Regions from separate parts of the Mus musculus genome. Here all the other regions are linked to region 1. A link is a contact called in public ChIA-PET and HiChIP or PLAC-seq data. All regions are on one chromosome and are shown on one strand. Each heading gives the region's core, a stretch centred on a gene start, on an enhancer-like site or on the middle of the called end of the contact. The rest is flanking DNA. Distances are from core to core; before and after follow the strand shown. Region 1 has its middle 23 kb from the start of Txlnb. Region 2 has its middle 16 kb from the start of Abracl. Region 3 has its middle 35 kb from the start of Abracl. Region 4 holds the start of Heca (hdc homolog, cell cycle regulator).

Evidence for each region. ChIA-PET counts read pairs in DNA pulled down with a chosen protein or histone mark. HiChIP or PLAC-seq counts read pairs in DNA pulled down with a chosen protein or histone mark.
Region 2: a BATF HiChIP or PLAC-seq map of CD8 T cells shows a contact between it and region 1, with 6 read pairs. The contact joins two enhancer-like sites. A contact is called at or near these places in 1 of 15 datasets of contacts at CTCF or cohesin (CD8 T cells), 2 of 115 datasets of contacts at active chromatin or transcription factors (CD8 T cells and effector CD8 T cells) and 2 of 9 other capture datasets (adipose tissue and liver).
Region 3: a contact with region 1 is called in a BATF HiChIP or PLAC-seq map of CD8 T cells, with 7 read pairs. The contact joins two enhancer-like sites. A contact is called at or near these places in 3 of 115 datasets of contacts at active chromatin or transcription factors (CD8 T cells, effector CD8 T cells and memory CD8 T cells).
Region 4: an RNA polymerase II ChIA-PET map of effector CD8 T cells shows a contact between it and region 1, with 32 read pairs. The contact joins the promoter of Heca here to the enhancer-like site in region 1. A contact is called at or near these places in 2 of 39 promoter capture datasets (the 3T3-L1 cell line and neutrophils), 1 of 484 Hi-C or Micro-C datasets (CD4 T cells), 6 of 115 datasets of contacts at active chromatin or transcription factors (the 230-238 cell line, effector CD8 T cells, extraembryonic endoderm stem cells and 3 more) and 1 of 9 other capture datasets (adipose tissue).

The regions. Positions count from the first base shown.
Region 1 is chr10:17,770,762-17,774,736 of GRCm38.p6, reverse strand. No RefSeq gene overlaps it. Among named protein-coding and RNA genes, the nearest start is that of Txlnb, 23 kb to the left of the region's middle. Within about 2 kb of position 2,081, at least 126 of the 459 cell types and tissues checked have an H3K27ac peak or open chromatin away from gene starts, as enhancers often do. A contact at or near this core is called in the 230-238 cell line, CD8 T cells, adipose tissue and 4 more, where this site is marked.
Region 2 is chr10:18,005,115-18,009,089 of GRCm38.p6, reverse strand. No RefSeq gene overlaps it. Among named protein-coding and RNA genes, the nearest start is that of Abracl, 16 kb to the left of the region's middle. Within about 2 kb of position 1,674, at least 24 of the 459 cell types and tissues checked have an H3K27ac peak or open chromatin away from gene starts, as enhancers often do. A contact at or near this core is called in CD8 T cells and effector CD8 T cells, where this site is marked.
Region 3 is chr10:17,985,984-17,989,958 of GRCm38.p6, reverse strand. No RefSeq gene overlaps it. Among named protein-coding and RNA genes, the nearest start is that of Abracl, 35 kb to the left of the region's middle. Within about 2 kb of position 1,733, at least 75 of the 459 cell types and tissues checked have an H3K27ac peak or open chromatin away from gene starts, as enhancers often do. A contact at or near this core is called in CD8 T cells, effector CD8 T cells and memory CD8 T cells, where this site is marked.
Region 4 is chr10:17,946,250-17,950,224 of GRCm38.p6, reverse strand. It overlaps Heca (hdc homolog, cell cycle regulator), which reads left to right and starts at 2,158. Exons shown (of 4, transcript NM_001033432.3): 1 at 2,158-2,716. The coding sequence starts at 2,443.

The DNA of each region.
Region 1 (3,975 bases), core at 832-3,331:
CGCCAAAGATTAATAAAAGCATAACAGATTTATTAAATCAATTTTTAAAAGGTTTGTTATCTTATCTACAGGAATTATTGTTGTGCCTGCTTGTATGGATGTGAAGAGGCCAGAAGAGGGTGCTGGATCCCCTGGCACTGCAGTCAGGAATAATTTTTACGTGGGTACTGGGCATCAAACCTCTGGGAGGGGAAAAAAAAAAAACTCAAGTGCTCCTAACCACTGAGCCACCTCACTAGGCTCAAACCAACAATTTATGTGGCAGAGGAGCCTTGAGACTGAAGACTGCAAAGACCCTGAAAAAGCCATTACTTTTGTAATCAGATTTGATGATGCCACTAGAAATGAGACCGGAAAAAGGTCTGTGCTAATGAGTAGACTCCAGTGGGGAACCCTAGCATGCTTCCTGCCCTGATTCTCCTGGGCATCCCATCTCCTGGGGACGGGACAGGCTACTTTGGGAGCATCTCTTATTAGATAGAGTAGTTTTGAGAATTTCTTTATGATCAGCTGTTATGCCTAAAGATAGAGGAAGGCTATGGTAATGGTTTTAGACTGTAGGATTGCTTTGGGGTGAGGGAAGGGGTACTGGTTTCAATGGCCTAGCTTAGGGACAGGAATCGCTGCTACTCTGATTTACTTCAGGGGCGGGGGCAGTGAGAATGACAGCCGGGAAGGCAGGAGCCCTCTGCGATGGCTCCTACGGCCTTTCAAAGCCTTCAGTTCAACCTCAGCACCAGACCTCAGAGCCCCCATACCATGGCACGTTGTTTCCTGAGCCCAGATGTGAGCAAGGGTCCATCCATATTACGATATTCTAGAAGTTTCTCTGTGCCATCTCATTGAGATACTATCACCTGACTCTGGAAAATACTGGCATAGGTTTGAGTTAAAAATTAGAGCTTTATATTATTTTATGCTTTCATGTGTTTTGCCTACATGAATGTCTGGGAACCACAGGTATGCCTGGTGCCCACACAGGCTAGAAGAGGACATTGGATCCCCTGGATCTGCAGTTGTAGTTAGCTATAAGTTGCCATGTGAGGGCTGGGGATGAGCCCAAGTCCCCTGGAAGAGCAGGCAGTGTTCTTACCTATTGAGCTATCTCTCCAGCCCCTAGAATTTTCTTAAAGTAAAGTCCAATCTTCAAACCAAACCAAACCAACCAATCAAACTCCACATTCAAAATAAAGCAGTTTGATAGAAATCTTCTTTCCTGAAATGATAATACACAGAGCAAGGTATGTTATAAATTGTGGTCCTGAACTGGAATAACAATGAAAAAAAAAAGAAAGAAAGAAAAGAAAAGAAGAAAATTATTGACACAGCTCAAGCCATTGGCTTCTGTTCATCATAGGAAACCTGAAGGAAACTAGAACAAGCTTTGCGCCTGGGTTTCTGAACACAAAGTTATACTTAAGTGCTAAGTCCACTCATTCACCACTTGGCACTAGGATAAGGCAATCAAAGATGGCAGTTTTATTTTAATTAACATTGTAGTTAGTTTGTTGTGACAGCATCTCTCTCTCTCTCTCTCTCTCTCTCTCTCTCTCTCTCTCTCTCTCTCTCTCTCTCTCTCTCTCTCTGTAGTCCTGACTGTCCTTGAGCTTGTTTGTAAACCAGCCTGGCCTCAAACTCACACAAATCCTTTTGCCTTTGCCTCTTGAGTGTTGGAATTAAAGGTGTGTGCAACTACAAAGATGGGGTTTTTCAATCAGTGTTCATGTCCCAGTGAGTTAAATAAACCATAGAATAAGTGACCTGGGACTAATTTGCCCTAAGATGACAATAGAGGACGACCGCCACCTACCTGCCCCGCTCACATCTTTTGGGACAGGTCTTGCTTTGCAAGACATTCTACAAGCTCTGACCGCACCAGGTAAAAATGGGTTGCGCACTAGATAGATCTCCCTGTGGACGCTTGCCCCATGGGAAATCAATGCTGGCCAAATTTTTGAGAGAAGCTGAACCATTCAGAAGTTTAGAGGATGGGAACTGACTCAAAAGGAAGCCCCGAGACTTGCCATAGCAGTGGCAAACTGAACAGGAAACAGAAATTATGAGTCAGCAGCGGAAGTCAGTAAGCTAGTACCCAGAGGAAAACATGCAGCTGTGCAAAGATCCCGAGACAGACAGGCTGTGGCACATGGCGCATGGCGCTGAGCGGCCTTCCTTCTCATCACAGCTATCCAAGTAAATGAAGAGATGAACACTTGTCTCCCCGTTAACAGGCTTTCCTTACCCACACCAGTCTGCAGCTGAACGTCATCTTGGGACGAATCATCAGCACAGGATGACTGACTTCCTGTGTGTCTAAGACAGCACACTCTTAGGGACTGGCCCCAAGACGGAGCTTCTTATTGAGATGACAGTTAAAAATCTTGCTGGCCTCTCGCTGAAGTCTTGATTCAGCAGCTGAAAATGCAGAAAGATCTAGAAGAAGTAGATGAAAGAAATATAAGGAAACTGGATGTTCAGAGATAATCATCTCAGGGAACACGATCTTGGGGCCATCACCACTCAGTGAGCAAAGATTCCTGGGAGATTCAACAGACAGACAAGAAAAAAAGGAGAAGAAGAAAGTGAACCTAACTAAATGACTGTCCCAACAGAGCATACTACCCAGAAAAAAAAACCAACCAACTAACCAAACAAACAAACAAACAAACAAAAAAAACCCCAGAATAAACAAAGCAATTAAGTAAAACATGAACTATTCTTTTCTTAAAGAGCAAAATCTAACAAGTGGAGTATGAAGTTTCACTGGAGGCAATGACATAGGCACGGTTAAGGGAGTAGCCAGGGAAGCAGTTGCTTATGTAACTTTAATATGAGCAACCAAAAGAAATTTGAATAATCCTGGAAGATTGGCCCAGCATGGTAGTCATGAACATGCTAAGTGGTTGAATTCTGCATCAGTATTAAATACAAAACAAGACTATGTATCAGGGCTAGAGAGATGGCTTGGTGGTTAAGGACACTGACTGCCCTTCCAGAGGTCCTGAGTTCAATTCACAGCAACCAAATGGTGGCTCACAACCATCTCTAATGGGATCTGCTGCCCTCTTCTGGTGTGTGTGAAGACAGCTGCAGTGTATTCACATACATAAAATAAACACATCTTTTTAAAAAAAGTTATTAAAATAAAAAAGACTTTGTATTGGATGTGGCATCAAAAAGGAAAAGAAGAATTGGACAAAACTCCAGCGTGTTTGAGACAAGGCCTCTTTATGTAGCCCTGGCTGACTTGCAACTTGCTATGTATATCAAACTAGCCTGGAATTCTCAGAAATCTGCCTGCCTCTGCTTCCTGGGTGTGGAATGAAAGGTATGTGTCACCATGCCTGACTGAAATTCCTTTTCTTCTTTTTCTTTCTTTCTTTCTTTCTTTCTTTCTTTCTTTCTTTCTTTCTTTCTTTCTTTCTTTCTTACTTTTTTTTTTTTAAGTAGAGAATATTAGGAGGAACATAACGGAGGGATAAGTTTTGGACAGGTAAAGTTTTATAAGCCTGAGTAAAAGGGTCATTAAATAGTTGAATTATGAATCTAAAGTTGAATGAATAGTCTGGACTTAAAATATATCAATGTAAAAGTCTGCAGCGTGCTAATGGAGTCCATATAGTTTAAAAGAAATCTATTTCAGTCCAATTGAGCGGTTATAATGTGGCAACATAGCCTGGGAGACCGATAAACAATGGAATCAGCTTCTCAGAAGACTAGAAAGTTAGGTCAGTACCTGGTAAGGACCTGTTTCTGACTCTGTGACCGTACCTTCTCAGTGTTCTCCTATGTTAGCAGAAGTCAGATAGCTCTCTCATATGGGTGCTGACCTGCCAAAGGACACCATTTTCATGACTCAATCGCCTCCAGAAAGTCCATCTTCCAATGCCACCCCCTTTGACATGCACTTTTAGGACAGTGAAGAGAATATAAAAACAGATCATAGGTGGTGTCTTAGTTAGGATTTCCTTTGCT
Region 2 (3,975 bases), core at 425-2,924, 230 kb before region 1:
GAGACCGGTTTCCTCTGTGTTAACAGTCCTAGTTGTCCTGGCACTCACTCTGTAGACCAGGCTGGCCTCAAACTCAGAGATCTGCCTGCCTCTGCCTCCCCAGTGCTGGAACTAAAGGCATGTATAATAACACCTGGTGCTGAATTAATAAGATATAACAATTCTAAGTTTATGTCTTAACAGTGGATCATCAAGAACTGCAAGAAAGAGTTTGATAGACACCACTTATTATGCAGTAAGCTTTCAAGTTCTACAACAGGATCTTATGTATTGAAATTATATGGCAATCTAATTATAGCTTGTTGTCAATATGGTAAAAGGCTGTTAATTGAATACTGGCTAAAGATACATACTACTCTTGCATATGCAAATTTATTTTTGTTTCCATCAGAGATGATCCAACCATGCCTTAGTGTCCTAGAGTCATAATTTAAAAACAAGCTAAAAAAGTTGATTTGAGGGATTTAATTGTACCACTTACATCCAGGTTTCCCTAGTGTCTGGAGTATGCCTATGGCTCTAGACAATACTGTGGGGAAAGCCCTTGAGCTGACAAATTATAAAAACATATGATAACCTGGGTTATTGGGTTTATAACCATGGTCCTCTGTGTCTAGAGAAACCCAAGAGAAATGTACCATCTTTAATTTATCTATATGCAAAACCATCTTGGGGTTTCCTTTTCCTTTTAAAAAAAATCAGTTATAAATAACTCTGCAAAGAAAATCAACTTCTCAGGAGGCTTTGCTGGTGAGAAATCAAAAAGCAAACCTGCTTTTCTGGAAGATGACTCAGTGTGAAAACCCCACCTCCTGTAGGCTCTCTCTCTCTGGCAGCCTCAACAACATTTCTTTAAAAAATTTTTTTTCTACATATCCCCCTCTGAGTTACTGTTTGTTTAGATACTTTAATTTAGACAGAATGGAAATCCACTTAGCTATGTGAAGGGGCTAACTCTCAGGGTGGACATGGGACATTTAGTAAGACAGAAGATTTCATGAAATTCATAAAGGAGCCATGAGAGAGTAGCTTGAGATGATGATTCCCTCCTGGAGGGTATCTGAATGGCTTTTGTAACCCCCCCCCCCCATCATTTTGTATCCTTTCTATACCCAAGTACTCTGGAGATCCGATTCTGTAGGTCCAGATGGAGCCCAAGCACATCCATGAGCATCTTTTCACAGCACTGAGGCTGCCACGTTGGTACCACCTCACCATTTTCATAGATTCTAGCTTTCTCTTTGCTTAACTTTCCCTTCTCCCATCTTTTCTCTAACTCAGTTGTAAAAGTAGGGGCTTTTGTATGCCCGCCCTGGCTCTGAATAATGACTTGGAGACTTTTCTATTTATTAAGCTTCAGGCGCTCTAGCTGGGCAGACTCTGAGCTGTTTTAACTACACGATGCTGGCCTGGCTTACTTCCCAGCCCCGTGGCCCATTACCTGCCATCTTAGTCTCTCCTGGCACCTCCCTTTTCATCCGTGTCCCAATAGCAACTCCTTTGGTCCCCACGTGAGACCCTCTCCCTTTCTCCATGCACAGGAGCCCAGTCTTTTGCTCTCTTGCCCGGTTATAGTTCTTTTATAACCAACCAGAAGGTGAGGAAGCACCAGGTTTTACAAAATACTGAGTCATACCAACCAAAGTCTGGAGTGCAACCAGATCTCTGGGTACAGAAATTAGCATTCAGATACACAGTGCACATAAACATCCTCCAACAGTCAGCTTAGTTTCCTATAGTGTATGCCTCTACATCTGACTTCAAATGCCTGAGGAAAGTATTGGGCATCAGGTACAGCATTGCCATTAGATGGGAAAGGTAATTTCTAATTTTTCTGCTGTACAGTGGGCGATAATTAACTGTCACATTAAGTACTTGAAAATAATGAGAAGAGAGGAATTTAAAAAAGAAATGTTTTCACCACAAAGAAATGAGAAGTGGTTGAAGTACTAATCATCTTGATTTAATAATTACACAATGCATGTATTAAAATATCACAGTGTACCCTATAAATGTGCAGTGTTATCATTTGTTCATTAGAGCCAAACCAAAACAGATGCTCAGTAGAAGTCCAAGAGGCTCAGTTTGTATGTAACTGACAACTTTATCTGCCAAGCCACTTGTGGGTCAGGGCCAGCCAAAGGTTGACTGGGCCAGCTGGCTACCCCTGTTCTAGTTAGTTATGGCTGTAGCTGTGGTGAGGCTAGGCATATAGTGGTGGTAAGGTTAGGCCTACAATTCAGAGCGTGGTTAGAGAACTAGAGCTTCTACACAAGACCTCATTGCTGAGATATTTAAAAGGCCTGTAGACTGGGCAAGGAAGAGTGACTGCATTCCAACACACCTTTCCTTATAAAGTCTTCGGGATTTATGAGAGTAATTTATGAGAGTAATTTAGAGGACATGATCACTCCTGTTAAGCAAAAACAAAAACAATAACAACAACAAACAAACTAAAAACCCTTCCCAGTGGTTGCCATGTTTTCTGTATCTGTGATTAAGAAACTATATAATATATAGAATATTCAGATGAGTTTACATCTTAGTCATAAAGACAGCATTTTTATTTTAATGATAAAAGTGTATAAAAGTCATCTATTTCTTTATTCTGTAGACAATGTGGGTACACACAGTTTCCTGGATTCCTTAAAGTGTCCCTTCACCGCAGTGCGGTTTCTTATGGGTGCTCTCAGCCTACAGGTTAGGAACAATTTTGTGGTGCAATAGTACATTCCAGGAATGCTAGATGTGGGGAAGCCTGCATTTGGGTCTGAGGTTTTACTTCTTGGAGAGGTTCTGACATATCTTCTATTTGAACCTGAGAAGTATCTACTGACTGGCTTTATGTCAATATGACAGAAGCTAAAGCCATCTAAAAGGAGGGAACCTCGCTTGATAGAATGCCTTCCTAAGATCCAGTTGTAAGGCATCTTAATTAGTGATTGATGGAAGAAATGCCCATCCCACTGTGTGTAGTGCCATCCCTGGACTGGTGGTCCTGGGTTCTATAAGAAAGCAGACTGGGAAAACCATGAGGAGCAAGCCAGTAAGTAACACCCTTCCATGGCTTCTGCATCAGCTCCTGCCCTGCAGGCTCCTGTCCTGACTTCCTTTGAGGATGAACAGTGATATGGAAGCAAAGCCCAATAAACCCTTTCCTCCCCTATTTGCTATTTAGACATAGTGTCTCATTGCAATAATAGAAACTATAACTAAGACAGCAGGCTTAAACGACTCCAAAAGAAAAGGCTAGACTATCTAGTGATTTCTGGGGCTAATTCATAATGGCTGTGGAGTAGCTATGAGGCACATTGAATGGAATGTGGAAAGGGAGGGAGAGCTACGGGGATGGTTTGTTTCAGAGATCATGTCAGGATTTCAAAATCCTGGCTTTCTCCCTTTCTCCTCTTTTGTTTCTCATTTGTTTGCTTTTTGTCTGAGACAAGGTTTCACCCTCTATCCCACCCTGGCCTCACACCTGCAGTGAGCCTCTTGTCAAATCCACTTAAGTTCTGCGATTCCAGGCATGCTCCACCATGCCCAGCTTCTCTCTTTTCATTTCATCTTCGGCAGTTTCAGTTTCACTTATTTCTGAGCCTGGTTTTCTTTCTGGTCAAAAAATAGCTGCCAACAACATTTAGGATAATCTGACTGTAGAAAGAATCTCTTACAACCATCACCTGTCAATAAAGAAGCTTATGGCCAATGAGCTAAGACAGGAAATAGGAGGCGGGACATCCAGGAGCGATAGAGAGATTTCTGGGAAAGAGTCAGAAGGTGGGAGATGGGAGAATTGCCAGTCAGACAGAGGAAGTAGCAGGCCAGGAATGCAGAGGAGATGGACTTTAATCAGCAGCCGAACTCAGGTTAGAATAAAGGGGAGATTTGCCCCAGGAACTCTGAGGAGACAGAGGTAAGAAGGCAAGGAAAGGAAAATAGCCATGTAGCTGAACCTAGGTTAGAGCAAAAGGGATA
Region 3 (3,975 bases), core at 484-2,983, 220 kb before region 1:
TTCCTTCCTTCCTTCCTTCCTTCCTTTCTCCTGTTTCCACCTTTCATTTCCTTCTTCCTTCTTTTCCTTTGCTTTCCCTTCCTATTCCTTGCCTTACCTCGTCCTGCCCCCGCCCCTCTCTCCTCTCTCTCTTTCTCATTTTCTCCATTTACCCCGTCTTCCTGTCATCCTGGCTTCAGGACTGTGTCACCAGCAAGACAGAGAGAGCAGGTCTTCTCAGCCTCCCTACTCCTAGGCTGAGAAGCTGGGCAGGGCCAGTGAGGTGCTGGCTGGAAGAGGGCATGGGAGGCAGGGGGGGGGAGCCACTCCCCCTCCTTTTCTAACCCCCCCCCCCCCTTGCCGATCTCTTCTCTTCACAAAGAAGGTAAATTGGGAGGAATATTTGGCATGAGGTTAATTCTCTCCTTTCTCCTTCTTGCTCCTTTCAGCTTTCTGAGCACTTCACTGAACTTCTTCCTCTCACTGTTTGCATGTATTTCCCGTAATCTTCCGAGGTTCTTGTTCCCAGAGAGGACCATGCAGGGACTGACCTCAGGGACTGTGCTAGCGGGGAGGGTGTGCTGTTGATGGCTCTGGAAGGCAGGAGGGTAACCAAGTCCCACCAGGCACTGAAGGGGAAGTCCTTTCTGACCCAACCTGACCAGTGGCAGGTTCGTGTTATTTGTGTCAAGGCAAATGCTTTCAGTTTCTTTATGTATTTTCTGCCCCTTTCTTGGCACAGTGTACGTTTTTGCGGGTACATCTTAATTGAGTAACTTATATGCTAGTTAAAAGGAAGTGCCCAACCAAGTTAAGGAAGGGAGTTCTCAAGATTAGTCTTCTTTAAATTAGTATACATGCCAGGGTTTTTAGAAATTAAAGAAAGAATCTTAAAATAGATACTAGGTTGTTGCACCTTGCTAATAAGGTTGTGTCCTACCATGTCCAGACAGGTTTCCTGAGTCAATGCAAGACAGAACACTCCCTTTTCTTAGTGGGACTTCTTCTTCTCCATCTGATCTGGGGAGCCCAACCCACACTTAACCTGAGGAATGTCACATCATCCTTGGTGAAATTACAGGTTCAACTTCTTGGAATGCCTCTCCATGTAAAGGTATTCCCCAGCCTCAGCCGATGAAACTTCACCCTAAGAAGAACCTTTCTCACTCTCTGAGGTTCATAAATATAGCCCTGGCTTACCCCAAATAACTGTACGTGTACAAGCTCACCTTGAATAAAGGTATATGCATGAGCTGAGATCATCTTAGCTGTTTCTTCTTAGATGGGTGGAGAAGGCCTTTGTCTAAACGAGCTAGCTGTAACACTGAGATCCTTGGAGAAGCCCAGCTCCCTGTACTCACTCTCAGTGGACCTGCAGAGCCCATTCTGAACTCCATTTAATCCTTCCAGCCTGGTGTGAAGCCGTGTCTGGACACGCTGAGAGCGAGGAAATGGAGGAACCACAGCTGGACCCCAACATGCATACCACACTAAGGCTGGCAAAATAGCTCAGCAGGCAAAGGTGCTTGCCCAGAGGAAGGGCAACCAGAGTTCGATCCCGGGACCCACAGGGTGGATGGAGAGAACTGACTCCTGAAGGTTGTCATCTGACCTTCATGTGCGAGCTGCAGGATGTGCACATATATGCACACATGAATGTAAAAAGCAAAAATTGTGAGAGGACACAGTTCTGTGGTAGAACACTTATGTAACACACCCAAAACACTGGGTCTCTCTAGCACTGAGGCGAGGGAGGAGCTAAATACAGAGGAAGCCACATCTGTGATATATCCCAAGGCTGTTCACTTATACAGCCCATAGCCACATACCCCAAAACTCAAGTCATCCTGCTTTCCCCCCAATATAATCTCTACCCATGAGCAAAACACAAAGCAGACATTCTGTGTCCTTGTCAGAGCGATTTTATGAGATTAAACCAAAAGGGTCGAAGACAAATCAGCTTTAACAAGTCAGTTGGTCTCAAAGAGTTCTAATGTGCGAGAACCAATCATGAAAAAGGTCAAACCATTTCCTTGGTTTATAAACAGTGTGGTAACGTTGTGAACCAGGTTCCTAACATTTTGGTTTGTGCTCTCCTATTTTGCAGACTAATTTGCATGTGTGTGTGTTTGTGTGAAGATTAAATTTGTACGATTTTAAATTGTGATGCAGTTTTATTTTGGGATCAACAAAGCTACAGGATCCACTCATAATTATACCAGCTATGAAATTACAGTTTGGGTTATAATTAATATACATGGTGTGATATAAACTGATAAAGTTAATTAATTCACTCACAAAGTTCATGTGTTACATGATTTATATCAAGAATAAAATGTAATGTGAAATTCGGGTAGGTAAAGGTTTGCCTTTTACTATAAGGTGAAAGTGGATGTCAGATGTGGATATTCTGTAAAGATGCTGGCTACCAGTGTGTATGGGATTTGGGAACTGAGAGACTAGAGATGGCTCAGTGGTTAAGAGCGCCGACTGCTCTCCCGAAGGTCCCGAGTTCAAATCCCAGCAACCATGTTGGCTCACAAACCATCTGTAACGAAATCTGATGCCCTCTTCTGGAGTATCTGAGGACAGCTACAGTATACTTACATATAATAAATAAATAAATAAATAAATAAATAAATAAATAAATAAATAAATCTTGCCTGGCATGGTGGCTCATGCCTTTAATCCCAGCACTTTAATCCCAGAACTCTACAGAGTGAGTTCCAGGACAACCAAGACTACAGAGAAACCCTGTCTTGAAAAAAAACAAACAACAACAAAAAAAACCCCAACAACAACAACAACAACAAACCCAGAGTACATAAATTATTCGGTGATTTTATTCAGACTTCTTAAATATATGTGTATATTTTCAGCTTCTACTGTAGTAGGTTTACATGTGACCCCTCAAGTGGCTCTTAGTGTTAGCTGTCCTTTCCTGTACCCCCTCCTTTAACCCCTTCCCTCCTTCTCTGGTTTAATCCTCCTGTAACAGTACTCTGCACCTCATTCACCCACAACTATATATTATATTTCCCCTTCCTCAGGAGATCCCTCCCCAATCCCTTATTGTATACCTAACCTCTATGGTTATATGGATTGCAGCCTGCTTATCGAATACTTAACTGCTAACTTCCATATATAAGCTAATATATACCATACTCATCTTTTTTGGGTCTAGGTTACCTCTCTTGGGGTGATTTTCTTTCTACTTCTATTGACATGTAAATCTATGTCTACGTTTTATTAACCGTGAGCAATATTCCATCGTGTAAATGTGGCATGTCTATTCATCCCCTGATGAGGATCTAGGCTGCTTTGAATTTCTGACTATTATGAACAGAGCAGCACTAACATGAGTCAGCAAGCATCTCGGCAGTAGGATGGAGAGCCCTTTGGGTGTATGCCTAAGCCTTAGTATAGCTGGATCTTCAGGTAAGTCTCGTCTCAGAATCCTGAGGAACTGTCACACGGATTTTCATAATGGCTGGACAAGTTTGCACTCCCATCAGCACTCCACATATTTGCTGGCATGAGCTGTCATTCTGTTTTATTGATCTTGTCCATTCTGACTGGTGTGAGATGAAATCTCCAAGTAGTTTTGATTTGCATTTCCCTGATGACTAAAGTTGTTGAACATTTCTTTAAGAGTTTCTCAGCCATCTGTGTTTTATCTTTTTGAGAACTCTTTTATTTTTTTCAATTGGGGACAGAGGTTTATTTTTTCATAAAATAGATTCTGACTCTACACCTTTTTGTTTCTCATTTAAAAAAACAAGCAGGCATCTGAGGAACAGTAAAATAAATTAAGATAAAACAAAAGCAAGCAAGCCAGATGTGGAGTTGGTTCCCTTTCTGTAGTCTGCCACTTTATCCAAATGAAGAAATCCCTTGTCATATAAAGCTTTTCAGTTTTATGAGGTTCCATTCATTTCATATTGATGTTAGTGCCTGTGCAATTACTGTTCTCTTTAGTAAGTCTTTTCCTGTTCC
Region 4 (3,975 bases), core at 909-3,408, 180 kb before region 1:
TATTAAGGTTCAGAAGAAATACAGGCAGAAGAATCCTTTAGGTATATTTCACACATTTGAAAAATTTGTACTAAACATGATAGTGGAGAAGGCTTTATATTAGACTGCAGAGTTAGAAACACAACCTGCCCTGTTCTACTGATACAGGGTGTGTGTATGTGCGCACAATGTGTGAATATAAGACATAAACACATCATAAGCACAAAATAGCTATTCTCTAGCTGGGGAGATACTTAAATTGGTAAAGTGCTCTTTGTACCAACTTAAGAACTTTATGTGACCCATGTAAAAACTGTGCACAGACACACATATCTATAGTCCCAGAGCTGGGAGGCAGAGAAAAGTGGATCCCTGGAACTCACCAGCTGGTCATCTAATATGTCCGTGAGCTCCAGGTCCATAAGAGACCCTGCCTCCAAAAAATAAGGTGGAGAGGAATAAAGGAAGACACCTGATACTAATCTCCAGCACACACATCTCTCTTCCACCTCTCCCTCCTTCCTTCCCTATCTATCTTAGCTATCATTTGGGCCTTCTAAAGAATTACTTTCCTTTAACATATAGTGTACTGCGTCCAACTAGCAATTGCTCTCAAGAATACAGTGTTGCTCCAGGCTCTGCCCATCAGAATCCTGGCTAGGAAGTCATGTGGATGGCTCTTCTCTGAGCAATTCCTTGGCCATCTTTCTAGACCCTTCAACCTAGCCACAGTGCCTTGCCTCAACAGTCCAGTCGATTAAAGATCACGCCATAGGAAGAAGACACTGTAAACGAGTTCAGTGTTTTTCTGTAGTCATGGATCAAGAATGTCATTTATACATTCACCAAGATCAGTTCAGTTGTTTCTTACGGCACCCAAGATAAAAATATGGCTGTTTCATGCGAGGGAACAGAGGAAAATTATTTAAGCATATACATTGCCAACGTAATCAGAGGTAGACAGGAGAAATAAACTGTGATACTCGGGACAGCTCTTCTGGTAAGGTATGGGATCATTCTGAAGAAATGAGCTGAGATCAGAAGGGTGGAAAGGAGCGGGTCTTTGAAAGGGGCAGAAGAGAGTGCAGAAAAGGAGATTACATCAAACTCTTCCCAGGAACCCTGTGCTCTCATCTCTTTTTCTTTCTTTCCGTTTTTCTTCTTTAATAATAGATTTTTAATACACTATATTCTGCTCTTCTTTCCCCTTCTCCAGCTCTGCCAAGATCCTCTCCACCTCCCTTCCCAGCCGAATCCACAGCTTTCCTGCCTCTTCTTAGAAAACAAATATGCATCTAAATAATAATAAAATAGATAAGATGAAAACAAACACACAATATAGGACAAAACAAACAAATGAAAAAGCATGAGAAAGTCATATAGATGTATTCGTTCAGTGAGGAATTCCACAAAAAACAGAAAACTGGAAGCCATATGTCTATACAAAAGACCTAAAAAGATTACACATATATATATATATATCCCTGACAAAACATTCTGAGACAAAGAACCTCTTAAGATTCAACTGAGTCTCTTTTGTGTTGGCCATCTACTGCTGAGCATGGCTGTGCCCTCACTTCTTCACCTCTGATGTCCTCCTCACAACCCGGCCGTTCTCTCCAGACAACTCAGTCTTCTTTGTGCAGCCTGGCTCCTCCTGGCTGGCTCTGCTTCTGACAGAACCGACAGAACCCTTGGGTCTCTGGTTGGTAGGTCTGGGCTAAATAAGCTTTCCACCACGAGACTGAAGAATTCCCATACAGGAGCTCAACTGCACTCTCCAGAAACTCCTATCTTACCATTGTTGAGCCGCAGAGCCATTGAGCGAATTATTAATCCGAAACCCTTTGTTTTGCTCTCCTGTTCTAGTCACCTGTTTGTTTTTCCAGACCACGTTGTCAGGTTTAGCTCCAGTAAGGTCAGAAGGCCAGTTAACAACTTCACGAACACTGCCTGGCTCCCAGTCGTGGCTGTCAGCACACGCGGGAAGCCCGCCAGCCTCCCTCTCCCAAGAAGGCGCCTGGATGACGTCACCCAGAGCCGAGGGCTGAGCGCCGAGCGTGACGTCACGGGGGCGGAGCGAGTTGCCGTGAGGTCACTGGGTGGGCGGGGCCGGGCTCAAGCCCCAGTGTCGTCACGGGCGGGGGCGGGCCTGGAGCGTGTCAGCGCAGCCGAATCAAAACAAGCCCGAGACCCGCCTTTTCCCTCGGGCTCCTCCGCGTCTCGCTCTGCTCGGGGGCCCGTTGCGCCCGCGCGGCTGCGAGCCTCGGGTGGCCGCGCGTGGCCGCGCCGGCTTCTGCCGCGGAGGGCGCGGCGGCCGGAATGTCGCGGCGAGGGCCGCGCGGCGGGGCGGGCGCCTGAGGAAGAGCGGCCGGCCCGCGCTCTCCGTGGCCGCCCCGGTGCGGCGGGGGAGCCGCCTTCGTGGGCGCCGGGGACCGGGACACCCGCGAGCGGGCCGGGGAGATGCCCAACCCCAAGAACAGCAAAGGCGGCCGCAAAAACAAGCGCGCCAACAGCAGCGGGGACGAGCAGGAAAATGGAGCCGGGGCCTTGGCGGCGGCGGGTGCGACAGGCGCGGCGGCCGGAGGGGCCCTGGCGGCGGCGGCGGCGGGCTGCGGGGCGGCGTCGCCCGGCGCGGTGGGCACCGGCGGCGCGGCGGGCCCGGGAGGTGCGGGCACGGGCGCCGCCAACGCCACCGTCGCTGCGGGGGCTGCAGCCGCGGGAGACGCTAAGAATGGTAAGACGACAGCGGCGGGGCGAGCGCCAACTTCCTCACCGACGGGCGGGCGGGCGCGGTGGCGGGGCCCTGGGTGGCGCGGGCGGCGCGTGGACAATGCGAGTCAGGAAGTGCTCGCCCCGCCCCACCGCCCCGCGCTGCCTTTCCTTTCGTGGTCCCCACGCGGAGCGGCGTGGACCGGGGCTGCGGGCCCCGCGGCGGCGCTCCGGTTGGTGCCTGCTCCCCGTGGTGCCCGCGCGGGCTGAGTCTGAAATGTCCCGGGTTGGTGGGAGCGAGGCAGCGGGCAAGCAGGAAAAGGAGCCCAAGTTAGAATGATCCGATTGGAAACTTCCCTGCTCACCGCGACCCACCCACCCACCATTGCCCCCAAAGAAGAAAAGCTGCAATTCCCAGCAGATGTAGGCCTGTTGCCTGATTGCCACAGGTGGAGAGAGAGAGAGAGAGAGAGAGAGAGAGAGAGAGAGAGAGAGAGAGAGAGAGAGAGAGAGAGAGTGTGTGTGTGTGTGTGTGTGTGTGTGTGTGTGTGTGTGTGTGGTGTTCATTTAATTCTCTTGTCTTGCTCGAGGAAGGAAGAGAATCTGAACTTGACTTCCGTTCCCAACCTGAAGTGTTTGGGTGTCTTTTTCTTTTTTTTCTCTCTCTTTCTTTCTCTCTTTTCTTCCTTTTCTTCCTTTCCTTCTTTTCTCTTTCTTTCTTTCTTTCTTTCTTTCTTTCTTTCTTTCTTTCTTTCTTTCTTTCTTTCTTTCTTTCTTTTCCTGTCCCTTGTATAATTGTTTCACATTTGTTTTTCTGAAGAAGCCCTGATAATTTCATGAGCGCTTGAATGATCCTTTAGAAGGGAGGAATGCAGGTAATAGCTAAGGTGTGACAGGATTTTCCCTTCTTACCACAGGATGCCTGACATTTATTTGGGCAGCTTTTAAACTTTTTTCTTCTCAGGTAGTTTTTCAGGGGAAAAAAATGTACATTTTAATGTAAGTAGATGAGAATCGTTAGAATCGTTATATTTGCTTCTTAACAGTTTTCAAAGCCATCCTCTATGTAGATGGTCTCCCATAAAAAGGGCTACAGTACTTACAAGAATGCCACAGTGATTCCCATAGGAGATAGACTACAGGCTGTTGGAAAGGGCCCCCCCCTGGCTGAGCCCCTGCAGTTTTGAAATAGGAAGATTTGTTTATTAGGAGGAGCAAACTTACACGTTTGTGAGTGTTTGATAGTGTACTATCAAAACTTGGCTAGCCTATTTGGCTAGCCTG